Regions from separate parts of the Mus musculus genome. Here all the other regions are linked to region 2. Evidence: chromatin contacts called from public ChIA-PET, HiChIP or PLAC-seq and promoter capture Hi-C data. All regions are on one chromosome and are shown on one strand. The core of a region is the stretch at or near the end of the contact, and the rest is flanking DNA. Distances in the headings are between cores, read along the strand shown.

Region 1 (3,851 bases), core at 823-3,322, 700 kb before region 2:
TTGAGTCAGGGTCTCGCTCACCTTGCCCATTCTTAATTTCACTAGCCTGGCCATGCAGCCTGTACTAGGGGTTTCCTGCCTCCACCTTCCACATTCCTAGGATGTAAAAGTCAAGAGGGCTCTGGGCCTCCTCACACTTTAAACATTGGCTTTCTTCTGGGCTTTCTCTTCTGTTAATTGGTCATTGGGAGATCATCATATAATGATTTAAAATGGAGGCTGGAAGGGGGCTGCAGAAGAGAGCTCCGCAGTTAAAAGCATTTGCTGCTCTTCCAGAGGACCTAAAAGCAGATGCCCAGATCCACAACCTGCAGCTCACAAGCCCCCTGTAAGCCTAGCTCCACAGGATCCAACATCCTCTTCTGGTCTCCGTGGGCACCTGCATATGCCCAGAAGCAGACAGAGAGACAAACGCATGCACACACATGCATACACACCTTAATGTAATTTTTAAAATGTAGGTAGTGTGCGTAGTGCCAGGCACACACAAGGGTCTGGTTCAAACATTTAGTACTAAATAACATTAATAATAATAATAATAATAATAATAAAATGATTTTTAAAATGTCCTAATCAGTGTCCTGAAAAAAATTTACCCCCCATACAATGAATTCTTATAGAAAGGAAAGAAATGATTAGACCCAGTATGGGCAAACCTTGAGACCAGCACGCTTAGAGGGAGAAGCCAGACAGAGGCAACACTGCATATTTCCTGTTATATGAACTACAGCGTAGGCAAATGTAGAGAAGTAGGGGACGCCCCGGGGTGGGGGTGAAGCAAAGACAAGCGGTAACTGAGAAGGGCGGGGCGCTGAAGCTTCGGGACTGAGTGGCTGAGCGGGTGTGTCTACTAACGCTGACTTACATACTTCCAAAAGGTAAAGCCACAGGCTGTGAGTTACATCTCAACTAAAAAAAAAAAGATTAAAAGCCTAAAAATGTGTCTAATACAGGAACTGGAAGCGACCAAGTGTTAAATTCCCATAACATTATGGAAGTTGGCTAGAAATCCAGGCTGAGAGCCAGGTGTGGAAAGCTCTTCTGAACTGACAACATCTGAGACGCAGAGGCAGGGGGCCAGCCACAACTACATGATGAAGGAAGGAAGGAAGGAAGGAAGGAAGGAAGGAAGGAAGAGAATTTCGGCTGCAAAGGCCTGTACTGCCCCTCCCTGCTTCCCTATGCTCCTGTAGTTTCCTAGGAAGAACACAAGATAAAAGGCACTTTGTAAACTGTTGTAGGGGAACCGAGCTGTGTGGGAAGAGAGGCCTTACTACAATCTAACTTCTCAGTTGCCCTGCCTAATTGTGTGCAAAGAGGAGGCAACCAGAACCTTCTGCCTGCAGATAAAACTCATGAAAGAGTCTCAGACAGAAAGGGCCCTGGAGGCTTAACCTCACAGCCATTCTGCAAAGATGCCTGCCAGTCCCCGCAAGACGAGCCCAAAACGCACCAACACGGGCACGCAGGGGTGCTGAGCCAAGTCTCACGCAGACACACAACCCCGGGAGAGGGCCCAGATTCCAGCTGGCAACTTCCTGGGCCTGCGGGGCTAGCCCAGCACAGCGGGGCGTCCCCTGCAGCCGGCTGGGTCATCCGGGGTTTACTCCGAGGCCTTAAGCTCATCAGGGGAAGGGGGTGGGATGAGCCCGGCTGGGGTAGCACAGCCTGGGGCAGGCCGTCCTGAGGACCCGGACGCTCCGGTCCCCATCTACCCCGATTAAGCAGCATGAGCTCAGGCCCCGAGCGGAACCCGAGACCCTGCAGCCCAGAGCCGACCAGAGCCTTTCCTGGTGCCCTGCGATCTGGAAGCATCCCCCCCCGCCCCCCCACCTCCGCGACCCCAGCCCGGCGCATGCTCAGTCACCGGGACGCGGGGACGCCCGCACCCCAAGGGCGGACGCACCTCCGCCTCACACCTTGTGGGAGGGTGCGGCCGGGCTCACCTCGCTGTTGCTTGCGGAGGAAGACGCGGCGCTGGGCGTGGGAGAGCGCTGAAGGGTCACCAAGGCCATCGCGGCGCGGGCCCGGCCCGGGGCCTCCAGCAGCCGGCCGGGCAGCCGCGCCGGGCCCGCCCCTCGCTCCCTCCCTCTTCCCTCCTCCCTCCCGCAAACTCCCCACCCCCCACCCCCTTCCCCGGCTCCGGAGTCCGCCGGGCCCGCAGCGCTCGGGCAGTGATGCGCATGCGCCAGTGACCGGCCTGGGGCGGGCCCCGCCGCGCGGTCACGTCCACTCGCGCGCGCCCCCGCGCTGGCTGCAGCCGCCCGGCCTGGGCCCCTCCTCCGCCGCTAGACTCGCGGGCAGCGTAGGGAAACTGAGGCCTCCGAAGGCAAGGCCAGCAGAGCAAAGCTGCCCAGAGTTTGTAAAAGACTCACTCGTTTATTCTTTCAAGGAAAGTTACTCTGCTCATACAAAGTGCGGGGCCTCCCCCCACCCCACCCCACCCCCGGGACTGTGAAATCCGCTTGCAGAGTTGCTTTGCATAGGATTGGGGTGTAGCCCAGTAGCAGGGTGTCCCGCCGGCCTACTCAAGGTCCTGGATTCCAACGCCTGCACCACCAAGGGCTGATCTAATCTTCGAATTCCTTCTGGTGTCTAGAAACGCAGACTAGTGGGTGGCGAGAGGAAAGGCTTCTCGAAGGAGTAGTACTTGCTAGGAGGCAGGATTTCCGTGAGCTGGACTAACCCACGGAGGGAGAGAGAACTGTGGGCCGGCCAGAAGCTTGCCCGGGGACAGCAGTGGGGATAAGCGGGCGCGTTGCATTGGCTTTGGAAAGGTTGCCAGTGGGCCAGGGTGAGGGACCCCAGCAAGGCGGTACTGGGCAACTTGATAGAAACTTCTCTTTCACAGAGCCCCGACCCCTACTCTGGACCTCTTGTGGTACCCAAGCCTTGCTAATCACAAGTCTCCAGTCCCACTCCATCATCCTCAAAGCCCGAGAGGAAACCTGGCTCCTCCCTGCCTCTTCCACCGTCTTGAGGGTATCAACAGTCTCCATCCTCAAATAAGGATTGTCTTTCTTTTTAAATTTTTATTTATTATTATCTGTGTGTGTGTGTGATATGCGTATGAATACATGCATGAATCAAATTCAGGTCACTAGCCTTAGTGGCAAGGCTCCTTTATGTACCATGTAACCAACCCTTAAAGGGGATTTTCAGTGGGGTTACCCCGCAATGTAAGGAAGTTTCCAGTTGCTCGTATTTAACAGACGCTCCTGCTAAGTGCAAAGAGTCTCGGTTTTTAAAGATCTGAGAATGGCGCCATTAACTGCCCCCTATGTCGACACAAAGCATCCTCTGCATTTTCAGAAGGCAACTATGTCAAAACAGGACTGAGTATACTTTTTGTCTGTGAATTTGGTCCACAGTTTTTCAGCACTAAGTAAGACAGGTTTTGAATGGCAATACCCAGCAGGGCTCCCCTCTGTTTGGAGCTATTCTTTGGCTGATAGATGATCACGAGTGTTCCAGAATGCCAGCTTTGTGTGTGTGTGTGTGTATATCTGTGTATGTGTGTGGGTGTGCATGTGTGTATGAGTGTGTGTATATGTATGTGTATACATATATGTGTGAGTATGTGTGCATATGAGTGTGTGTATGTATGTGTGTGTGAGAACATATGCATGTCACAGTTTGACCACCTGCAGAGGTCAAGACATCTCTGCGGAGTCAGTTTTAAACTCATAAAGTTGTGGATGTCATCAATTAGAGCAGAGACGACCTTCTCAGCCCTCCGGGAGCATCAGGCTCAGGATTCTGAGACTTCCCAGTCTCGAAGCCTGTATGGTCTTCTTATGACTCACATTTGAATGTTTGGGGATCCCCAGAGAAGACAGCCCCTAGAGATG
Region 2 (3,820 bases), core at 825-3,324:
AGTTAACCCTTCACAGTCCAACTCCACTGAAGCGTCTGTCTAAATGGTGCTCTGTCCACAGCTGTGACACCCCACAGCCCAGGATGGCAGCGAAGACAAGGGTCCTTTGAGACCAGAAACAAGGAGCGAGCGAGGGTGACTCGTCTGCCTTAGCTTCAGCTGCCTCCTTCCATCTCTTCCCAAACCAGCCGGACATTTAGGCACTAGGGGTGCCCCCAAGTGCAGCCATGCCACGTTGGTGAGGGACAGGGAAGTCATGCCACCACCACTGTGGAGCTGCTGATGGGTTGCAGCACCCTTTTGTGGCTTATGTATTGAGGGGCATTGTACCCAGAGGGTGCTCTGTAGCATTCTGCTCCACCCCTCAACGACAAAGAACAAAACCATCTCCACAGACAAGCAGATACTGCCCCCCCACCCCCTCTAAGGAACAAAACTGCCATCCCTTGAGAAGCACTGGCTCCAGCAGATTACGAACCCAGGACAGGCTGGCTCGAACTAGCAACTACTCAGAAAGCCAAGGGCACAGAAGACATAGTGTTGTCGGGGCTGGGAGGTGACTCAGCAGGTCACTGTGGAGCCCCATGACCTGAGTTTGGTTCCCAGAACCCATATTGTGGAAGGAGAGAACAAACTTCCGAAAACGGTCCTCCAGCCCCCGCCTGTCTGTCCCCCCCCCCATGCCAACACACACAAATAAATATATTTTTAAAAACAACATAATGCTGTCATAAAAACCAAAGCTAACGCCAACAGCTCCCTCTCTCTGGAGATGCAATCTGATCTACAGCTGAGATACAGGCGAAAAAAAGCAGGTCTTAGGCATGCCACGGGTTGACAGAGCACCCACTGGGCAGTGCTGGAGCTTTCTCAGCCTCTGAGAAAGCCTGAGACCTGCTCTCGGGATGCTCCTCCAGGCTGGCGCATTGGGCCCGAAACTAGATTCAAGAACTTCACACAAGTTCCTTTCCACAGCTAACACCCACCCTTCACAGGCTCTCATTTAGTCCCCACCCCCAAACCTGCCATTTCACAGATAGGGACTCCAAGACACAGATCTACATGGCCACACACGCCCTATCCCCACCAGGGGTTGAGTGGGTGCCAGACCTCCTCAGGCTAAGGCGGTTTCAAGGCTCTGTCCAAGTATTTCAACTGGACTCTGTACCCGGGAGCTGGTGTCATCCTGCAAAGTCACCAAGTGAGCTAGCAGGGTAGGGCGCTGGGAGCGTCCCCACCAAGAAGAAAGCTGGGCTCAGGTAGCAGCACCCTCTGTGAACCGCAAGGCAAAGGGCAGGGCAGGAGGCATTAGTTTTCCTTCCACTTTACAACAAGGTCTTAGGCTGGAGGAGGGGCGGGGAGAGAACGCGCCTGAAAGTGGCTTGGGGACTCATTCCAGCGCTCCTGGGAGGTGCTTCAACTTGACATATGGAAGACCGGACTTTTTCCTTTTCGAAAGGGGGTGGGGATCCGAGCTAAGCACCCTGCAGCTGACATCACCCCCACAATCCAGCCCCCTTTCCCAGATGGGGGAAACCCTTTTCATGACTTCCTCTAAAAAGGGCCCTTGAGTTTTGCAGCTCCATCTTCAAGTCCTTGGAGGTGGTGGGGTGGGATGGGGGTGTTCTTTGGTCTGGGATGGGAAGAGGCTGGGGTGGGGGGTAGGGCTTATCGTTCAGAGTGAGGGTGGGGGAGAATTGAGAACCATTCTGAAGGGGGCGGAAAATGAAGCCGGGGATGAAGATGTTAGGCGCAGCCGGAGGGCTGATGAAGCATGCCCACGGTGCAATAGCAAGCGGTGTTTGGGTGCAATGGATGACAGGGAGTTAAGGGCCCGGGTGCATCTGAGGAAGAGGGATCTGGGCAGGTGAGGAGGACTGGCAAAGCCCGGGACTCACCAAAGAAGGGCGGCAGGTGAGCCACAGCCTCCAGGAAGGGCCCGGTCTCGATCTGCCGGTCTGCGGGCAGCGGCTTGAGCAGGTGCTCGGCCAGCAGCGCCATTTCGGGGTCGAGGCCCTTGGTGATGCCCCAGCCCGCGCCGAGGGCGTCCGCGCCCGGGCTGTCGCCGCCCGCCGCCTCCCGGGACGCCAGCGTCGCCACTTCCGCCCGCGCCTCGCAGCGAGCGCCGAGCGCCGCCCGCAGGCCGGAGCCATGGAGCACTCGGCCCCGCCCCTCAGGGGCTCTGCCAATGGGCGCCCACCGCCGCGCCCTTCCGACCAATCGAAGCCCGCCGCCCCCGCAGCCGCCGCGCCATTGGTCTGGAGGCGGGGCTTAGCGGAAGCGCGGGCGTCTTGCACCTGGTGAGCCGCGCCCAGGTTGGGATGCTCTGGCCGGGTTTACAGCTCAAACCCTGACGGGGCCTTGTTTCCCAATCCAGGGTCCTCCAAAGTGCCAGGTTCGCGCCCCACAGCCTACACCCCGGCTCACCTCAGCCACAATGCAGCCTAGCTGCTGCGTCCTGAAACACAGAGCTCAGTGTGTTTAGGGAACACTCCCTAATTCCATGGAGAGATAACAGCCCAAATTCCAAGTGGAGAGCCTGGTACTCCGCCCACACTGAGTATTCAGTAATCCTACTCTGCACTGCTGCTGCTCCGTACTGTGATGGTCACGGAGGATAGAGTGACCATGGCGCTTAAGCAAAGCCTTAAATTGAGGGAGCCGGAGAGCTGTGAGCGGTGCACGGGAAGGGCGAGCAGGGGCTGGGAGTAATTTGGGCAGTGGTGGCGCACGCCTTTAATCCCAGCACTCGGGAGGCAGAGGCAGGTGGATTTCTGAGTTCCAGGACAGCCTGGTCTACAGAGTGAGTTCCAGGACAGCCAGGGATACACAGAGAAACCCTGTTTCGAAAACCAAAAAATAAAGGAAGGAAGGGAGGGAAGAAGGGAGGGAGGGAGGGAGGGAGGGAGGGAGGGAGGGAGGAAGGAAGGAAGGAAGGAAGGAAGGAAGGAAGGAAGGAAGGAAGGAAATTAGTTGTGGTTCATAGTAAGGGCAGTGAGAAGATGTCTAGGGGCCAGAAAAGCATATACTAAATCTTGTTAAATGATTTTAATTTACCCTTTCAGGAGGCAGATGGCAGAAAGATTGACCCAAACTACAGGCATGACCCCAAGAAGTCGCGGGCGGGGAAAGATCCGACCGTCCTTATCTCTTGCATGCCCAGTCACGTTAGATCTCCTACTGATAGGTGCCCAAGCCACCAATTTCAGCTTGTTCCCACCCCACCCAGACTCCCCGCCTCGGGCATCCCAAGATGCAATCTTCCTACAACAGCCTCCCCAGTGTCCCAGCTCTGCCAGAACCCCACCCACCTTTGGGAAGACTCCCTAATTCCATGGAGAGATAACAGCCTGCACTGGGGCCTCTGGCTTCAGAGAGAATCCTGATGGCTCAACCTGCTCCATTCCAGCTGAGACACTCAGAAACCACATGTGACTCGACACAAGAAAGATGGATCTTTTAGATAGTAGCTTGGTGTCCTGAGACAGGTCTTGAAAGTTCACCCATCCATTCATCCTTCCCTTTCTTCATCTCCCCATCCCTCCCTCTCTGCCTCCACCCGTCCATCCACCCGTTTGTCCATCCACCCGTTCGTCCATCCACCCGTTCCTCTACTCATCAGAAAGCACTTGCTCTAGAGTTGACTCCTTTTTTGTTTGTTTGCTTGGGGTTTTTTTTGTTTGTTTGTTTTTGTTTTTTTGAGACAGGGTTTCTCTGTGTAGCCCTGGTTGTCCTGGAACTCACTTTGTAGACCAGGCTGGCCTCAAACTCAGAAATCTGCCTGCCTCTGCCTCCCAAGTGCTGGGGTTAAAGGCCTGCG
Region 3 (3,320 bases), core at 495-2,994, 790 kb after region 2:
AGCCCAGTGTGCTGGGTTGGGTTGGTGAGAGGAGAATTGAGGCCAGCCCACAAAGTTTCGGGCCCAGTACCGCTGGCGGACCGGAGCACTGCGGACGAAATCAATGTGCTGGATGGGTCTCCGGTCAGTGCGGGCGTAAAGTCCCACCTTTTCTGACCTGTAGTCTGGGATGCCGGACTCGGTGGAGATCCCCGCGCCTGTCATCACGAGGAGTTTCTTGGAAAGGCTAATGAAGCGCTGTAACTCTTTGATCTTTTCAGGGTCCAAAGGAGGGCTGGGCGGCACAAATAACCCCGAGGGTCCACAAGAACGCGGCCGGCTGAGGTGGGTGATCCAACGGCCCTTTGTCGGCCTGAAAGTCAATCCGCTCATTCTTATTCTGGAGAGAAAGAAATCCATGAGAGCAGCTGGGTTTTACAAGTCAAGTTAACCCACCAATTGATAGACACCGGAACTCTATTCGACTATGAAAATTTTGCCACGGTGGCCCCGGCCTGGGATTGTAGCACTGGGGAAACAGAAGGGAGGACGGTTCGTCCGGAAGCCCTTCAATTCTCAGCACCTACAATGGTGACTTACAACTATCTTTAACTCCAGTTTCAGGCCCTCGTCTGCGCTCTGCAAGCGCCGAGGAATAAAAGGGATGCGCAAATACACGCGCAGGTAAAATACCCAAACACATAAAATAAAATTTAATTTTAAAAAATTAAATATTTTTTAAAACAAACTTTAAAAAAATTTTTTTTTACTTATTTTATGTATATGAATGGTCAACCTGCGCGTACACCTACTTCCCAGAAGAGGGAAGAACTCATCAGAGATGGTTGTGAGACACCTTGTGGTCGTTGAGAGTTGACCTCAGGACCTTTGGAAGAGCAGGGGGTGCTCTTAACCACTGAGCCATCTCTCCAGCCCTAAAAAACAGACTTTTAATAGCCCATTATTTTTCACCTGCTACTAATATAAACATGTTTTAGTAATATTTATATTTTTGTTAATATTATCTCTCATGGGACTATTTGTTCTATAACTCTACTTGGTTTAAATCAGATATTATTATTATTATTATTATCATTACTTGAGACAGAATTCCCTGTAGCCCAGGCCAAGGAATACAACTAAACCGAATTATATCATTTCTCCAAAAGATTTTTTAATTTTAGTATGTCAGTTTTGTTTTGTCTTTTTCTACACGGTTCTCGGTACCAAATCCAGGGCCTCTGGGATGGACGCTAAGTAATCACTCTGTCTGCTTACCCTGCATTGTAAATTCTGCTACTTGGACACATAAAAATCAAGGCATACAAACTTGCCTGTCTGGTTTTCTAGTTGTAAAGACAAGCCTTTGACACAGTCTTTGACATAATGCGGAGCTATCGAGTGATAGGCACACATATTTAGGCTTGGCTTCCTATCCAAGAAGAGCTCAGGACCCTGCTTTCTCCATGAGATTTCCCAGCTACGTGTGAACGGCTAAACAGTCGGGTTTTGCCGGGATAAATCCTCCTTGTCCCCTCGAGAACAAAAGAGACAGATGGAATCCCTAGTAAGAATGCTCAGCGGGAAACCTTCAGCCGGATCAGAACACTTACCTTCCACAATTCTCACCCAACAGTGGGACTCGCTTGTTACGTGTGCATCTTGGGAAATGTAGTCCGCGAAGCCGATCTAGTTGGAAGAAAACTACAAGTCCCAGAATCCTACGTGTCTCCCACGCCAAGATTCTTGGGCGCTCCTCTACGGATTGCCCGCTGTCTTTCCTGCTCAGCTCAGTTAAGGTTCCGGATATGCTGCTGACGCCTGGGGCAATGATTGCCTTTTGAGGTTCTTGTAGTGTTTGTTTGTTTGTGGCTTGTGTTGTTTGCTGAGAGAGGGTCTGACATATCCTTGTCTGACTCCAAATCCGTGATCCTCCTGGCTCCACCTCCCAAGTGCTCGGATTAGAGGCTTGTGCCACCAAAGAAGTGGTTAATATTTCCCATGTCCTGCGTGCGAAAGAGGATCCAAGCAGTCCTAATTTAGGAATTCGCTCTCTTAAAGAAACTCTTTCACTAGTAGCACAGGACAATAATCTGCCACTCAATAGGCTTAGGCGGAAGAATCACGAGTTCAAGGCCAGTCTGGGTGACTTAGTGAGACCTCGGACTCAAAATAATACTGTAAGAGCACTGGGGCTATAGCTCGGTGTCAGCGCGTTAGCCCAGCCCTGGGTAGCCCTGAATTCACACTAGCGGGCATTTCTCCATCCAAGACGCTTTTTAAAATAGACTGGTTTTTTTTTTTTTTTAATAATGTGTGTGTTTTACCTTCATGCATACAGGAGGAGCTCCTGACGGCCATAAAAGGGCGTCAGATCCCCTGGAACTTGAGTGACAACCTGTTGTGAACTGCCCTGTGGGTGCTCGGGATGGAATCTGAGTCCCCCTGCAAGAGTAGCAATGCTCTTGTTTGTTTGTTTTGGTGTTTTCGAGACAGGGTTTCTCTGTATAGCCCTGGCTTTCCTGGAACTCACTCTGTAGACCAGGCTGGTCTCAGAGATCCACCTGCCTCTGCCTCCCAAGTGCTGGGATTAAAGGCGTGCTCCACCACCACCTGGTGAGAAGCAATGCTCTTAACCAGTGAGCCACCTCTTCAGCTCTCCCAACCCCTCCCCAAAAGACCCTTTCTTTGTTTTTTGTTTTTGTTTTTCTGAGACAGGGTGTTAATGTATAGTCTGACACTTTTTTTTTTTTTTTTTTTTTTTGGTTTTCCGAGACAGGGTTTCTCTGTTTAGCCCTGGCTGTCCTGGAACTCACTCTGTAGTCCAGACTGGCCTCGAACTCAGAAATCCGCCTGCCTCTGCCTCCTGAGTGCTGGGATTAAAGGAGTGCGCCACCACGCCCAGAATTTTTTTTGACACTTTTAATAATAAATAATTGCCCCCTTTGTTTTGTGTTTGTTTTAAGATGGGTTCTCACTATGTAGCCTTGGCTGGCCTGGAACTCCTTATGTAGACCACGCTTGGCCTTGAATTCATGGAGATTCACCGGCCTCCGCCTCCCTAGAACTTTGATGAACTGAACGATGTGTGCCAACACGGTTCGCAGATTTGATTGGTTTTCCTCCTAAGTGCCCACGTCCACTTCCACTGCAAAGTAATTAAATTTCCTGCTATAAGTTAAAGATTGATAGGGGTCTGCCAGGTGGCTAGGCAGGTGAAGCTCTGCCACTTGACAACCCAACTTTGACCCCCTGGATCGAGGGAGGAGAGCGCCAACTCCACTTTTGGCCCACATGCACACACAGTGTTCTTATTCTAAACAGCAAAATAGATCGTGGAT
Region 4 (3,664 bases), core at 992-3,491, 610 kb after region 2:
AGTGTTTGGTTTCATGTGTCACATAACTACCGAAGTTTCGGCCCACAATGCAGTGCCAGGTAGGGTTGTACTTCTTGTCAAACTCCTAGGAAGAAGAAACAGAAATTTAGTGGTACACCTGGAGGATTCACTTTCCAGAGCCTGTAGGACCAGAAAGGGCAATCCTGGCATCTGTAATTGTCTCCACACTGGGACTGAATCCAGGGCATGGGCATGCAGGCAAGCGCTCACCACAGCCCCAGCAAATTCTTAAGAGAATGTTCCCTGGCTTTAAATCATCTACCTAATGCAACGTGCTTGCAGTCTGAGGTAAACTGAGAATGGGAGCTAAGAAGATCAAAGGTAGAAGGTCATTTTCAAGGACAGTTCTGTTTCAATGAGGGCACTTCTGGACTACTTTGATTTTTTTGTTTTGTTTTGTTTTCTAAAGACAGGGTCTCTCTGTAGTCCTGACCGCACTAGAACTGGTTTGGTCTCAAAAATCAAAGAGATCTGCCTGCCTCTGCCTTCCTAGTGCTGGGGGGTTAAAAGACCCATCATCTGCACCTCACCTCTGACTCCAGCAATTCGATGGAGGTAGATGACATCAGCATTTGCAGTTCATCAGGCTCCACCACTGTATTTGCCATGCACCCCAAATCAGGAAGACAACCACCACCCCCCCCCCCAAAGACCAAAGGACAAAGTCTCAATTACCACATAAATCAAGCCAGGCTGAAAAATGCAACAGAACCTGACAGTTAAATGCCAGGACTTTATCTTTTAAAATCGCTCTCCTCCACATCTACCCAGTCTTAAAAATTAGCAAGTTAGAGAGCATCTGCTACCTGATTCTCCCATCCCATGGACATTAAAACTAGCAATGTGTTCATTTCTTCACTAGTTGGATAGAACCAGGGCCAGAGATGATGTAAAATTCTTTAGGGCTCCTACTATCTTATCGGGCAATCGGTATGAAAACCTCATTTATTAAGCAGAATGTCTCTCTTACAATCCAGACGCACATACTGCTGCATTTGTCAAAAAAAGATATTCAAGCCGGGCGTGGTCTCGCACGCCTTTAGTCCCAGCACTTGGGAGGCAGAGGCAGGCGGATTTCTGAGTTCGAGGCCAGCCTGGTCTACAAAGTGAGTTCCAGGACAGCCAGGGCTACACAGAGAAACCAAAAAAAAAAAAAAAGTATTCATTTTTGTTCCATGTGAGTCTTTCATCCTCCCGTTCTCCACTGGAACCCTCCCACGGCTTCGGCTTCCAGTTTCCTTCCAGCAAACATAGCTTGAGAAGTTGGCAGTCTTGCGCCAGCTTTCTACAAAACTGCCATTTACCAAGCCTCCACCCAAGCCCCCCAAACCACCACTGCCACCCACTTTCCCTGAACTGTCGACTAACTCCCGACTAGAAGGCTGGCAAGATCTCCTCCTAGCCCGGCTGGAAACACCCACGCAGGCAGGCGCAACCCCCCCCCCTCCCGGAACACCCAGATGGATCCTCGGCGCAGGAATTCTACAGCAGGGGGAACTGCTCGCAACTCCCTGATCTTGGAAACCGTTGCTAGGTGGCGCTTTCCCCCAAGGAGCTGGGGGTTTAAAAAAAAAAAAAAAACTTCTGGCGTTGAGGGTCTGGTCTTCCCCAGAGGAACGCGAAACCCTTGCGTCCTTTCTAGAACTATCCATCCCGAGCCGCCCTGAGTGCTACAGGGAAACTGCCAGGCGCCCAGAGGACGCAGAATCGGGGAGTAGGAACTACGCGGCGCCGGGTCCTCACCTTCTTGATATGGGCCGCAATATCCTTCTCGATGTTGTACTTCTCCAACGCCTGGGTAGCGCACTCCACCGAGTCCTGTTGCATCTCTTCCGACATGTCTGCATTTTTGATCACCGCCTTCCGGTCGCACATGGTTACCTGTGTGGTGACGAAGCGCAGGGAAGAGGGAGAGGGGTCGGGTGCGGGCCGCGCTCGCTGCCCTCCCGACCGGCGCCCCCCTTGAGGACGACGCCCCCACCCGCTTCCGAGGGGCAGCTCCCGAGGTCCGCACCGCAGGCCCGAGGTAGGGGGGACGGGGAGGACCCGAGCCCGGTCTCACCGTGGAGCAGAGGCCAGCCGGCTGCTGCGAGCTCCTAGGGAAGGTGCGGGCGCCGCTCAAGCAGCAGAAGACAGCCGGTCGCTACCGAAGCCGTGGCGCATCTAAGCTGCCCCACGCCAGCCGCCGCCGCCTAATCCCTAGGCCCCGCCCTGCGCCCGCGGCCCCGCCCCCGGCCCGCGTCGCTATTGGCCATCCGCTACCGCCAGCCTCTCCCGATTGGCTAGCGGATTCAATGGTTCCCTCAGGATCTTTCCCCCGCGTTTTGTTGCAGACCACAATGCACCGCGCACAGCGTCGGTTGCCCGGGCGATGCGCGGCACGCGTGCGGAGGCCCACACACCCTGAAGGCGGAGCCCCGGGTCGAGTGGCTGGCTCCCGGACCACCCAGCAGTCTGGAAGGAGGTGAGGGCGGGCATTTTCCTCTCGGGGGCCCCACTGAGGTTAGCGCAGGGTGTGTTCTGGAATCGCAGGTTCTAGAAGGCTGGGAGCTGCCGCCCCAGGTGCCGCCCATTTCCACCATCTCCCCCCACCCACCCGGGGTCCGCACGATTTATGGCCTTTGACAGGTGGCCTCGAGCTTAGCAAGGGTGAGCCATCGATGCAGTTGCACTCAGGGTCTCGTAGGGCTTGGTTCGAAGCTCTGCTGTCACATTCCTGAAGTTTGTAAGTAAGTGCGTGTGTCTGAGGAGGCCCTGGGCTTGAGAGGCAAGTTCTACGTTCTGCCACTGAACCCTGTTTTCTTTCTTTTTCGTTTTTTCTGCCCGTGTCCTCCCCACCCTACCTTAGCATCGTCTCCCTAAGTAGCCCCAGGATGATCTAAAGTTCGCATTTCTTCTTGGCGCCTCCCCCATGCGCCATCACACCGGGTTAAATTCCGAATTTTATAACATGACACTACATGCTTATTTCGTACTGTAGCCCCTGTGTAGCTGGTACTGCCCTAGGAGACCGTATACATACTGATAGCCTAATGATTGAAGGAGAAATTCGGGAAAGGGATCGCGTATCCAGGAGGTAGAGCCTGTCTGCCAGGCAGTGGGGACCTCAAGATCTGGAATGTGGGTGGATGCCCAGTGTGTACAGGTGAGGCTGCTTCCTCGGATAGAATGTCCATTTGGGCAAAGTTTCTTGGCTGAGGATTTATTTATACAAAGGAAGACGTATCTTAAGAAAGTGATCCTAAGATGTGTCTCCTCTGGCATTTATGACTAATCGTACCCACATAATAAATAAATAAATAAAAATAACAAAATACTGGGCTACCCCTCAGTCAGTAGAGCATTTGCTTGGTATGAGTGAGGCCAGAGGCTGCATATTTGATCCCCAGGAGGCTCCAGGAGGGAGTCAGAACACTGGAAGACAGGAACAGAAGGATCAGAAATTCAAGTCCAGCTTTGGATAGATGGCGCCAAGGCTAGCCTGGGCTACATGAGATCCTGTGTAAACTGCCCTCCCCCCCAAAAAAATAAATGAAATAAAACGAGTCAGCAGCAGTGAGTGGGTGCTTGACCTCTGCTCAGCACCGTACCACTCACAACAGCTGTGTCTGAGAGGATCTTCTTTTTCTTGCTCTCTTTAAAA
Region 5 (3,705 bases), core at 454-2,953, 740 kb after region 2:
CCTGGGAGAGTAGGAGGAGACAAATAGGGAAATGGCAAATTTGTTTGTACCCGATGGCCGGATATACCTGCTGAGCTTTCCCACAAGGTTCCTAAGGAAACTTAAAAGGGGCTCACTCTCTCTCTGGGGTGTGATGGCTGGGGGGAGGGGTGCGTGCTAGGAGGAACAGGAAAGCACCTCTAGGTTGGGGTGCCAGGACCAGGGGCACACATTATCACAAAGGAGAAAGAGTGCAGGATTGGTCCTGCACACAGGTGGCTACTGAGTCAACCTGGGTGGATGTAAGGAAGGGAGGAGATAGGGATGCGGGGTGGGGGTGGGGTAAAGTGGTAGGGTGGGGCTTGTAAAGGCACCTTAGCCTCCTGTTTGGACCATTTCTATCGTGGTTTCAACCAGGGAAGTGAAGACATCCCTTGGTCTTGAGGGAGGAGGGTGAATCTGCCTCTTGTCATATATAAGGGACTTTCTTGGTCTTCCCAGGCTGGAGAGAAGGAGTTTATGGGGGTGAATGAAGAGACATGGGGTTCAAGTACTAGGAGGTGATGCTAAAGAGCCAGGAGTTAGAGGGAAGAAGACAGGAGTTTGGCTTCATAGAAGGAAATTATTTACAAGGGAAGTTAACTCTAAACCTGGTGGAGAGTCAGCCCAGGTTCTTCCAAATCAAATGGAAGGGAGCTAGGACCCCAGATGAAAGGGAGTCACTTGGAGGGTGCACAGCCTGGAATCTCCGAGACACCGACTTCTCTCTCCACTTCATTGGGGACCCTGCCAGCGGGCAAGTGTTTGGAATCAGTTTCCCCCCACTCCAGACAGTCCGAAAGGGGCTGGAAGTGAGACAGGAGGAGGTGCCCACAGAAGGCCGGGGAGGTGACAACTTGGGAAACCTGGCTCGAGGCTGGGCATTCTCTCAGCTGACCATAGGGGTCCCAGGTGTGGAGAAAAGGGGTTTAGGGGAGTTACAAGGCACACTTAATTTGGACAGCAAGGGCCGAGGAGGGGCAAACAAAACTGGGAAAGATTCTACTAGTGTTGCTGATAAATGCTCCCCACTCGGGACGCAAGGCACTACGAGGGCTCCCCAAATTGGACGTGGGAAACTAGGAATGGACTGGAGACTGTCGTCAAGGCAGTCTAAATTAGGTTCAGGAGAAACTGGGGGTCTCCAAGGGCAACTCCTCGCTCGGACTGGGAGAGGTTTCTTACCAGTTGGAAGGTGTTGGGGGGCACTGAGCTATCTCCAACCCGACCCAGGAAGATTGGGGGCACCTTCTAAATTCTCAATAGCGAGGACCAGGGAGGAAGGACTAGGGAGGGTTCCCCCATCCGAAGCCGAGCTACCTTGAACGCACCGGGAAGCGCTTCATCCCGGGAGGGCGTTCCCCACGGCTGGGCCCCCGCGCCGCTGTGGGTGAGGGGTGCGGCCGCGCCCCAGGCCCGAGCCCGCACCAGGAATCAGGGGAGCTCGCTCACCCCCCGGACACACAGGAACCCCGAGGGAAGTGGGGAGGGGGGTCCCAGCGCCGCCGCCTCCGCGGGCGCCCGGGCGCGCGCCGGGCTTTATGCGCGCAGGGCGGCGGGGGGAGGAGCCGGCAGGTCGGCCCCCGGCGGGCCCTCCCCTTGGCCGTCCCCGCCCGCCCGCCCGAGCGGGGTCGGGGGAGGGGGCAGCATGGCCTGTCCGTCCGGCCCCCTTCGCCGCGCTCCTCATCTGCCCCGCGCCGAGCGCCGCCGCCGCCGCCGCCGCCGCCGCTCCGCTGCCCGCGCCGCCCGCGGCTCCCGATGGAGACTGACGCGCCCCAGCCCGGCCTCGCCTCCCCGGACTCGCCGCACGACCCCTGGTACGGTCCGGCCCGGCCCGGCCCAGCCTGCCCAGCCCGCGTCCGCCCCGGCCCCGCCAACATGGCCGATCCGGGTCGGGCCGGGGCCTCCCCGGGGCTCGGGCCCGCGCCCCCTGCTCCCTGGCGCCCGGCGCTCACGCGGGCCCTTTGTGTCTCTGCTCCTCCCGCAGCAAGATGTTCATCGGAGGACTCAGTTGGCAGACCACGCAGGGTGAGCCAGCCCAGGGATCGCCCGCCGGCCCCCGCACCGCCACCCTGCACCCCTTGCGGCACCCCAAGCCCGGACGCCCCTGCCCGGCCCCGCGCCCCGCTGACCCCGGGCGCCCTCGTGCCCTCTTCCGCGCCCCGCCCCGGGGACCCCGAGAGCGCAGCACGCTCGGCGAGCGCGCACGGCCCGGCGCGGGTTGGGGAGCAGTTGTGGGGGGTGGGGGGCGGGTTGAGGGGGCATCGGGGGGGGCGGGCTGGGCCCCCGGGACCCGCCAGCGGCAGCTCCAACTCCGCTCGCACCTGCGGCTCAAACTTTTGTTGAGGCTGCTCCCGGAGCGGCGGGAACCCAACCTGAGCGGTCCCCTACTCCAGCCCGGCCCCGGCCCTTGCCTTGCCGAGGCCCCGGTGGGCGCCAGGAAGGCTCTGCGGGACCCCCCTCCCCAATCCCCGGCGAGGGCAGGGGTGGGGGGGCCGGCCGCGGAGAGTGCGCGCGGGCAGCTCGGCGCGGGGGCGGCGGGGCCGCGCCGGGGTCACCAGGGGCAAAGGACGGGGGAGGAGGGGGAAGGGCTCCGGGCCTGGGCTGGTCCGAAGGCGAGTGTGTGGTTACAGAAGGGCTGCGCGAATACTTCGGCCAGTTCGGGGAGGTGAAAGAGTGTCTGGTGATGCGGGACCCCCTGACCAAAAGATCCAGGTGAGTCCCGGAGACCTCTCCTGCCACCGCGCTCGCCCCTCCCGCCGAGGCCACTCGCTGTCCTTGTAACCATCTGCCTCTCCCTCACTACCGGCGCAGGGGTTTCGGCTTCGTCACTTTCATGGACCAGGCGGGGGTGGATAAAGTGCTGGCGCAATCGCGGCACGAGCTCGACTCCAAAACAGTGAGTGACCCTCGGGGTTTCGGGGGTCCTTTGGGAGAGGGAGGCTGCCGGAGGAGAGCGATCCGGGAACTCTCTCTCGTGGGGACAGTTGCATGGAGTTTGCAGAGTGAGAAAGCTGTCATGCCCTGAAAGTTTGTCAGTGGAGTTAGGGACAGAGGGAGGAAAGGAAAAAAAAAAATCTCAGGCCTGGGATAAGATGCCACACGCCCCACCTCCAGTGTTGGTGAGGGACGCAGCAACTACTACTCTTTCTCTGTGAGTACTAATCTTGGTACTTCTGGCTTTGGGGTGGAGCCGGGCCCCTATCCTACCCCCAGATTGAATGAGTCAGGGCTACAGTTACCCACGGTGGCTTCTCTGAAATCTAACTACTATTTGACTCTGTGACACCCCCTTTTCCATTCCAGACCAATGGCAAAGCATCACAGAGCCCTCCCGCTCCCCCCCCCCCTTCTCCTTCCCGGACTTTGGTCAGTGAGCTCCTTGCTTTTGTAGAAGACACGAACCTTCTTTATCCTTACAGGGTATTTATGAACAGGGAGCTAGCTTGCAAGGAAATTGGAAATAGGGGGAAAAAAAGTGCTCTGTCGACCAGATCTTAGGAGACCCTGCCTGTTTGGTATTCAAACTCCTGGAACATTTTGCTTCTTTCCCAGTGTTCCCAGTGTCTTGGACCCTGCAGGGGGCGCTGGCGGAGGCCAGCTCAGGGGTTCCAGAAGGCAAAGGAGAAAAGCAGAGGAAGAGGCTCACTTGATGATGGGGGGTGTCTGTCTGCCAAGGGTGGGGAG
Region 6 (3,673 bases), core at 1,046-3,545, 640 kb after region 2:
GCCTTTGGGGCCTGGTAAGAGCAGTCAGAAGCGTTGCATATCCCAGACGCAAGACGCAGTCATATCTGAGAGGCCATTTATTGCACTTTATTCTACTTATAAAACCGAGTACAGGCTAATTACAATTTGGTAAACACAGAAAAGTACAAAAATAGAGGATTGTTGCCATCAGCAGATGTCTTACCCAAATATAGGAGAGGCAAAAATATAGGAGAGGTGAACGCAAGGAGGTAGCTCCACAGACGGAAGATTTTACTTTTACGCTGACATCTTAGCATTTAGTTAGGTTTTTGTTTTGTTTTGCTTTTCTGATGTAGGCTGGGTTGCCCTCAAACTCCATGTATTGCTGAAGGTGACCTTCTCCACCCACATCCTTTGAAAAGTTTCTATGCTTTTGGGTAATAAGCAATACCTAGTTATATGTATCTTTGTTTTGTTTTGTTTTTTCCAGACAGGGTTTCTCTGTGTAGCCCTGGCTGTCCTGGAACTCACTCTGTAGACCAGGCTGGCCTCGAACTCAGAAATCTGCCTGCCTCTGCCTCCCGAGTGCTGGGATTAAAGGTGTGCACCACCACCGCCTGGCTTTTTTTTTTTTTCTTGTATATTTTCTTCATTTATATTTCAAATGCTATCCCAAAAGTCCCCTATACACCACCCCACCCCCCTGCTTTTTTTTTTTTAAGACAGTTTTTCTCTGTGCCTCCTTGGCTGTCTTGGGATTAGCTCTGCACACTTGGCTGGCCTTAAATTCACAGAGATCCACCTGCCTTTTTTTTTTTCTCTAACTACACAGAATACAAGGATAAACATAAAGATATGTAATTTGAGGCTTTTGGGTTTTTTGTTTCTAAAGATTTATTGTATGTTCATTGGTGTTTTTGCCTGTATGTCTGTCTGTGTGAGGGTGGCAATCTCCTGGAACTGGAGTTACAGACAGCTGTGAGCTGCCATGTAGGTACTGGGTATTGAACTCAGGTCCTTTGGAAGAGCAGTCAAGGCTCTTAATCACTGGCACCATCTCTCCAGCCCCTGGACATATTGTTTTATGGTGTAGCCTTAGGCTGGGATCCAAAAATCTTACAGAGAACAAATGAAACAACAACCGAGCTGCCTAGGGTTACAGCTCTCTATCATCTTGCTATCTTTGCCTTATATCCCTCCAGGCATCTAGGTTTGAATAGTTTTTCAGGGTAGGATCTCAGTAAGTTGTTGTCAAGGCTAGCCTAGAATTTTAAAGTCTCTCACCTTAGCCTCAGGAGAGTGAGATTTACTGGCATGCATTCCCACTCACTGTTTTGTTTGGTGAGGTTGTTCTATAGTTTAGAATGCACAAATAGGCAAACTCTACAGTGATGCTTGTGGTGATATGAAATAATACATGCGTATCCTCCACAGATTCTCTTTTCTCTCTCTTTCTTGGAGACAGGGTAGCTGTGAAGTTTCAAACCCGGGATGATCCGCTGAGGTGCCTATATAAGATACCAAAGCAGACCTGGTCTCCAGCTTCTGGCATCCTCCAGTCCTTATCTGTTACAGGGTTTGGCTGACATACCCCGCCCTCCAGGCCAGGGGCTAGGCTGCCCTTCCCCTAGAGGCTCTTCCCTATATAATCCAGACATCTTGACTACCTTCCTCTTTTTACACCTTTTGACCTTCTGACTGCAGGATCTGTTTCCCCTCTCCTTCCCGCCTCTCCTCACAGGGCCCAGTTCTGCCTGGTCTCGTCCCCTTCTGGACTCTCCTAGATGGCCTCCCTCTGAGTATAGTATGCTCTCCCACATACCTACAATAAACCTTCTTCTCCACTATACCTTTTATTTCTCTATGTAAACCAGGCTGGCCTTGAACTCATGGAGATAGTTGCTCCTGCCTCTGTCCGGGTTCGGAGTGTTGGAACGAAAGGTTTGCGCATCCACTCTCCATTCTCCAGAAACTCGGACAACCAAGCTTTGGCGACCATCTCAGGCTTACACCTCGGGTCTAAGGGACGACTACAGACCTGAGACCGAGGGCCAGGATAGCCCAGCGCTGGGCAGTCTGAGGGCTTCTGTGGGGTCCGCGTCCTTCTCCTCAGAAGGACAGCCCCAAGCTTAGTGACCTACCAGCTTAGGAGGCGCTCGGGTCCCACCTCCGGGAACCTTCCGCTCGCATCTCTAGGGAGAGACCCCGCCCTCTGCGCAAGCGCACCTCGCGGCGGCGGCTACCCCTTTAAGATCGCTTTAAAAATCCTCCGACCGCCGCCCCCTCCCGCCCCCGCTTCCTCACGGCTTCCGCGCCGCGTTCCCACAATGCAGTGCGGCTGAGCGCCTCGGGAGCCCGCGGGGGAGGCTGCGGCGGGGGGCCCCGGGCTGAGGAGGCGGCGTCGGCGGCGGAGGCGGCTGCGACGGGACGTGGGCTGCGGCGGGCCCGCGGCGTCGGCCGGTGCGGATGTCGTCGGGCTGGGCGGACGAGCGCGGCGGCGAGGGCGACGGGCGCATCTACGTGGGCAACCTTCCGTCCGACGTGCGCGAGAAGGACCTCGAGGACTTGTTCTACAAGTACGGCCGCATCCGCGAGATCGAGCTCAAGAACCGGCACGGCCTCGTGCCCTTCGCCTTCGTGCGCTTCGAGGACCCGCGGTGAGGATTCCGCCGGCGGCTCGCCCCATCTCCGCCGGGCCCGGCCTCCCCTCCCCTCCCCCAGCGCCTTCCCCTCCCCCTCCCCGCCGTGCTGACCCCTCGCGGCGCCCCCCCCCCACCCCCGGCTGGAGGCGGCTTTGCCTGGTGTCACTTCCTTCAATCGGAAGGCTCCAGCCCGCCCGACTTGCCCCCGAGGAGGGTAAAAACCAGCGCGCTCTGCCCAGCCCTCGAGTTTGGGAAAAGCACCCTAACGGGAAGCACCCCGAAATGAGGGAAGCGCGGGGCTCGGGTCCCCCGAACCGACCCTGCAGAGGACTCGGCCGAAGGCGACAGTCGCCCATCCCGCCCCCTCCTCCCGAGTCCGGGTTCGGGTCTGTGGGTGGGGGTGGCCCTCGCCGTTACCGGGGAACAGACGGCGTTGGCGGGGACCACAGGTTGCCTTGGGCGGCTGAAAAGCGGGGTGTCTGGAGCCAGCCCTCACTTGGGCGCCCCACCGAGCCTAGTTCTAGTAAAGGGGGATCAGATTAAACAGCGGGAGAGAGAGACGGGTGGGGGGTTAGCATCTCTGATTTCATTCCCCTCTAATGAGGGAAGTTAATTCCCCGCCAGAAGCCAGAAGTTAATTGTAGCAGGGATGTGGAAAAGCTAGGCTCCCCCAAAACCCGCGCCGAAGGATCTTTGATTTTTTTTTTAATTATTATTTTTATTTTTTTTGTGTGTGTGTGCAAATGTCGTGAGCCCTGGGTCAGGAAGAGGCCGGAAAGTATGCTTTAGTTTAGAGATCTCTGCGCCGTTGGCGGTCGTCCCCTTGGGAGGGTCAGTAAGGACCTGTTCCCTGTCTTCTCAGCCTCGTTGGGAGGAGAGCTTCATCTCTGCCTGCCGACCCGGTGTCTCGCCGGCCTGGGTTGGAGATTACGGATTCACAGTAGAAGTACTCCGGACTTCGATGGTTGAAGACTAACCCAGCTTATCCCCTAAGTGTCTTGCAGTTTGCCTCAAAAAATAGACTGAAGCTTTTTTTTTTTTTTTTAAATACAAATGAACGTGAGAAAAAT
Region 7 (3,392 bases), core at 574-3,073, 660 kb after region 2:
AAGGTTGCTGAAACAGGGTTTCCTTATCTAGCTAACCTGGAACACTAAATAGAACAGTCTAATCAAAAACTTACAACGCTCCTCTTGCCTCTGCCTGCAGTGCTGGGGTTACAGCATGTATGACTCTGCCAATCATAGTTTTGTCTGATTTTGAGACGGGTCTCTTTATGTAGCCCTGGATGTCCTAGAATGTGCTATGTTGACCACCTGCCTCTGCCAGCATGAATATTATTCTGTGTACATCTCTGTGGGTATATGCACGAGTGTAGGTGTACACAGAGACCAAAGATATCATCCCTGCCTGCAGCTGGGGCTAAAGAATGTTGTGAGCCACCCACTGGAAACTAGGCTCTTCTGTAAGAGCAGCAGCACTCTACACCACTGAGCCCTCTCTCCTGTCCCTTCCCCTCCATGTTTGAAAAGCATTGCTCTTGGTCAATAGCTCACAACCATTTTTGGCTTTCTGTGGTAACCCCATTTAGCCCAAGCTAATCTCCATTTCATAACGTGGCAGAGAATAACCAGCAACTACTACTGATAGAAACTTCCTGATAGCTACTACTGAGAAAACGCTTGTTTTCTGACCCCAAGTGCCAGGGGCGGGATATGGGAGCATTATCTAGAGGCCTTAGGAGGGGGGTGCTACTGCCACCTAGTGGGCAGAGCCCCAAGGCAAGGCTGCTGTCAAACACCTTTTCTTTTTCTGAGAAAGTCTCCCCCCTGGCTGTCCTGGAGCTCACTTTGTAGACCAGACTGGCCTTGAACAAGACATTGGCTCTCTTTGGCCTCTCAAGTGCTGAGGCTGTACGGGAACGGCATGGAGCCTTCTGGGTTGTAAAATTGAAGTCTAGAATAAGTTTCTGCAAGGCCAGTCTTAGGTGAATTAGGTGATACAGTGGAAGACGGGCTTGTTAAAATACATCATGAGACATTATAACTGTCTTTTTTTTTTTTTTTTTTTTTTTTTTGGTTTTTCGAGACAGGGTTTCTACACGAACAGCCAAGGCAAAGAACTGATAAAACGACAGGCACTGTGAGAACCAACGGGCAGTCTGTGCTTAAGCCTACGCCAATCGCCCGGATCCCGGATCACCTTCAGGATTTGCGGCTATAAAGGGACACCCCAAACCTCCAAACTTTCCCGCAGGAAGCTAATAAAGTGCACCATTGGACAAAAGGTGACAAGTTGGAGGAGCTGAAAGCCCGCAGGCATTTACTGGGTGGCCTTTTAAGAAAACCGAGCCACGACCTACAAACTGGCTTCCCTTCCGTCAAACGAAGAGTAAATAAAATATTCTATCTGCACGGACGGACAGGCAGCCAAGATCCTAAAACTCCCCCAAGGGCTGGGCCAGGGGAGTGGACAACCCCGCAATAACGGATGCCTGGAGGACGGACGGACAGACGGACAGTAAAGGCGCAGCGCCTACCTTGGTCCTGATGCGCAGGTGAGGGTAGGCAACGAACGGGGGTCTCTCGTGCTCTTCGTGCCGCGACTTGAGGAACACGTTGAGCATGCTCACTCCCACCCCGGGCAGCGCCACGAAGTAGGTGAGGGCCTTCCACATCCGAGCTGCGGCGGGGGCCACAACGTCAGCCTCGGCCGCTCCCTCCCGCCAAGGTCACCGCCCCGGGCTCCGGCCCCGCCACGCCGCCGCACGCCACCCGCCGAGACCCCACGCCCATCCGAGAGCCCCCGGGTACCTGAACCCTCCTCGCCGTGGGCGCCACTCGACATGGGCCGCCTCAACCCGGGGAGGGCCCGGCCCAGCGGCCGAGAGACCCGAGACGCTGACAGCACCGCCGACGCCATCATGGAACTACACCGGCGCGCCGGAAGCGGAAATGGGGACGGGCGAAGGGGGCGGGACAAAGACGCCGAACGACGTTCCTATTGGGCAACGCCTTCTCAGACCTGGCTAGGAACTCCAGCGCCTGCGCACTTTATCCGTCCCTGGGGCGGCTGGAGCGAGAGCGCGCATGCGCCCCGTTCCTGTGCCCCATCTCCCTGCTTGTCAGCGCCTAGGTGAGGATGTCCGCGGAACTGAACTTTTGCGAGCTTTTCTGGTTTTAATCGCTCCCTTCTTTGGAGTCCCTGGACAGGATCTGAAGTGCGGAGAACAAGTCACGTTAGCGGAGGCGCCATTCTCTTTCCTCGCTCGCTGCCTTCTAATTCCGCGATTTCCCAGGCCCTCGACAGCCCTGTCCTTGTCGTTATCATTGTCCCTATCGCTCTTAAAGACCGTTGTTATTCTCTTCCGTTGTGCCCTACATAGACTGTAAAGTCCGCAGTGCTTAGATTTTTGCCAGCGCTGCATCCCGAGAGTTACCCGAAATCTTTCATGGCAAGTAGCAGGTGCTTTATGCAATTTAATGAATGAATGTATGAAACCGTGTATTAATGAGTCAAGGAACAGACCCAGGAACCAGTAAGGACCCTGCAATTGCCAGCAAATCTGGACTTTGTTTAGCTCCATATCCTCAGCGTTTGTTCAATGTTCCTGCTCCCGCTTTGAATACTACACACATCTGTTAAATTTTGTCTGTAGAACTTTACAAATATCTCCTTTTTCCCTTTTTATTTATTTATTTGTTTATTTATTTATTTATTTATTTTGGTCTAAAAGCCTCGCATCTTTAATGCTAGTATCTGCGAGGAAGACGCAGATGGAACTGACCCCAGGCCAGCCTCCTCTACAGAGTTCTAGGCTATCCAGAGGCTGCATAGTGAGACCCTGTCTCCATAAAAACAAAAACAACAAAACACGCTGTACTGGTTAGTTTTGTGTCAACTTGACACAGCTGGAGTTATCACAGAGAAAGGACCTTCAGTTGAGGAAATGCCTCCATGAGATCCATCTGTAAGGCATCTCAATTAGTGATCAAGGGGGAAAGGCCCCTTGTGGGTGGGACCATCTCTGGGCTGGTAGTCTTGGGTTCTATAAGAGAGCAGGCTGAGCAAGCCAGAGGAGGCAAGCCAGTAAAGAACATCCCTCCATGGCCTCTGCATCAGCTCCTGCTTTCTGACCTGCTTGAGTTCCAGTCCTGACTTCCTTTGGTGATGAACAGCAGGGTGGAAGTGTAAGCTGAATAAACCCTTTCCTCCCCAACTTGCTTCTTGGTCATCATGTTTGTGCAGGAATAGAAACCCTGACTAAGACACACGCCAAGTGAGGTGGCTCATAAGAGTGAGATGGGGTAGGAAGATTGCTGTGAGTTAGAGACTAGCCTGGGCTGTAGAATGAGACCCTGTCTCCGCTCACACACCCCTAAGTTTAAAATGTTTGTGTATATGGTACTGTTTTGAGAGACGGAGGTAGGGAATCTCTAGTTAGAGGCCAGCCTGGACCACGTCTATAGTCTGAGATTAGCCTTGCCTATATTGTAAGAGC

What was found. ChIA-PET counts read pairs in DNA pulled down with a chosen protein or histone mark. HiChIP or PLAC-seq counts read pairs in DNA pulled down with a chosen protein or histone mark. Capture Hi-C pulls out chosen DNA fragments and counts their contacts.
Region 1: a contact with region 2 is called in a FOXA1 HiChIP or PLAC-seq map of pancreatic cancer cells. The contact joins the promoter of Ssh1 here to the promoter of Gltp in region 2. A contact is called at or near these places in 2 of 115 datasets of contacts at active chromatin or transcription factors (microglia and pancreatic cancer cells).
Region 3: an HNF4G HiChIP or PLAC-seq map of pancreatic cancer cells shows a contact between it and region 2. The contact joins the promoter of Sirt4 here to the promoter of Gltp in region 2. A contact is called at or near these places in 2 of 39 promoter capture datasets (liver and pre-B cells), 1 of 484 Hi-C or Micro-C datasets (embryonic stem cells), 3 of 115 datasets of contacts at active chromatin or transcription factors (cardiomyocytes, memory CD8 T cells and pancreatic cancer cells) and 1 of 9 other capture datasets (embryonic stem cells).
Region 4: an RNA polymerase II ChIA-PET map of memory CD8 T cells shows a contact between it and region 2, with 14 read pairs. The contact joins the promoter of Dynll1 here to the promoter of Gltp in region 2. A contact is called at or near these places in 3 of 39 promoter capture datasets (HPC-7-derived erythroid cells, liver and pre-B cells), 4 of 115 datasets of contacts at active chromatin or transcription factors (bone marrow-derived macrophages, large pre-B cells, memory CD8 T cells and 1 more) and 2 of 9 other capture datasets (adipose tissue and liver).
Region 5: a promoter capture Hi-C map of adipose tissue shows a contact between it and region 2, with 2.6 times the contacts expected there. The contact joins the promoter of Msi1 here to the promoter of Gltp in region 2. A contact is called at or near these places in 1 of 39 promoter capture datasets (liver) and 1 of 9 other capture datasets (adipose tissue).
Region 6: a contact with region 2 is called in an HNF4G HiChIP or PLAC-seq map of pancreatic cancer cells. The contact joins the promoter of Srsf9 here to the promoter of Gltp in region 2. A contact is called at or near these places in 2 of 39 promoter capture datasets (liver and pre-B cells), 5 of 115 datasets of contacts at active chromatin or transcription factors (bone marrow-derived macrophages, large pre-B cells, microglia and 2 more) and 1 of 9 other capture datasets (embryonic stem cells).
Region 7: an RNA polymerase II ChIA-PET map of memory CD8 T cells shows a contact between it and region 2, with 9 read pairs. The contact joins the promoter of Cox6a1 here to the promoter of Gltp in region 2. A contact is called at or near these places in 2 of 39 promoter capture datasets (embryonic stem cells and liver), 5 of 115 datasets of contacts at active chromatin or transcription factors (bone marrow-derived macrophages, large pre-B cells, memory CD8 T cells and 2 more) and 2 of 9 other capture datasets (adipose tissue and liver).

What each region holds. Positions count from the first base shown.
Region 1 is chr5:113,991,718-113,995,568 of GRCm38.p6, forward strand. Ssh1 (slingshot protein phosphatase 1) reads right to left here and starts at 2,073. Exons shown (of 15, transcript NM_198109.5): 1 at 1,947-2,073. The coding sequence starts at 2,015. Gm52825 (a long non-coding RNA gene) reads left to right here. Exons shown (of 3, transcript XR_003955978.1): 3 at 1-517.
Region 2 is chr5:114,688,861-114,692,680 of GRCm38.p6, forward strand. Gltp (glycolipid transfer protein) reads right to left here and starts at 2,075. Exons shown (of 5, transcript NM_019821.2): 1 at 1,899-2,075. The coding sequence starts at 2,001.
Region 3 is chr5:115,482,740-115,486,059 of GRCm38.p6, forward strand. It overlaps Sirt4 (sirtuin 4), which reads right to left and starts at 1,745. Exons shown (of 5, transcript NM_133760.1): 1 at 1,593-1,745; 2 at 1-379. The coding sequence starts at 372. Gm42007 (a long non-coding RNA gene) reads left to right here and starts at 1,711. Exons shown (of 2, transcript XR_878704.2): 1 at 1,711-1,824; 2 at 3,304-3,320.
Region 4 is chr5:115,298,749-115,302,412 of GRCm38.p6, forward strand. Dynll1 (dynein light chain LC8-type 1) reads right to left here and starts at 2,242. Exons shown (of 3, transcript NM_019682.4): 1 at 2,084-2,242; 2 at 1,765-1,902; 3 at 1-85. The coding sequence starts at 1,896. Gm13830 (predicted gene 13830) reads left to right here and starts at 2,372. Exons shown (of 2, transcript NR_131932.1): 1 at 2,372-2,485.
Region 5 is chr5:115,427,972-115,431,676 of GRCm38.p6, forward strand. It overlaps Msi1 (musashi RNA-binding protein 1), which reads left to right and starts at 1,704. Exons shown (of 15, transcript NM_008629.2): 1 at 1,704-1,835; 2 at 2,006-2,046; 3 at 2,652-2,733; 4 at 2,833-2,917. The coding sequence starts at 1,777. It overlaps A930005G22Rik (RIKEN cDNA A930005G22 gene), which reads right to left and starts at 1,533. Exons shown (of 2, transcript NR_168295.1): 1 at 1,339-1,533.
Region 6 is chr5:115,324,882-115,328,554 of GRCm38.p6, forward strand. It overlaps Srsf9 (serine and arginine-rich splicing factor 9), which reads left to right and starts at 2,296. Exons shown (of 4, transcript NM_025573.3): 1 at 2,296-2,618. The coding sequence starts at 2,428.
Region 7 is chr5:115,347,135-115,350,526 of GRCm38.p6, forward strand. Cox6a1 (cytochrome c oxidase subunit 6A1) reads right to left here and starts at 1,824. Exons shown (of 3, transcript NM_007748.5): 1 at 1,705-1,824; 2 at 1,431-1,573. The coding sequence starts at 1,813.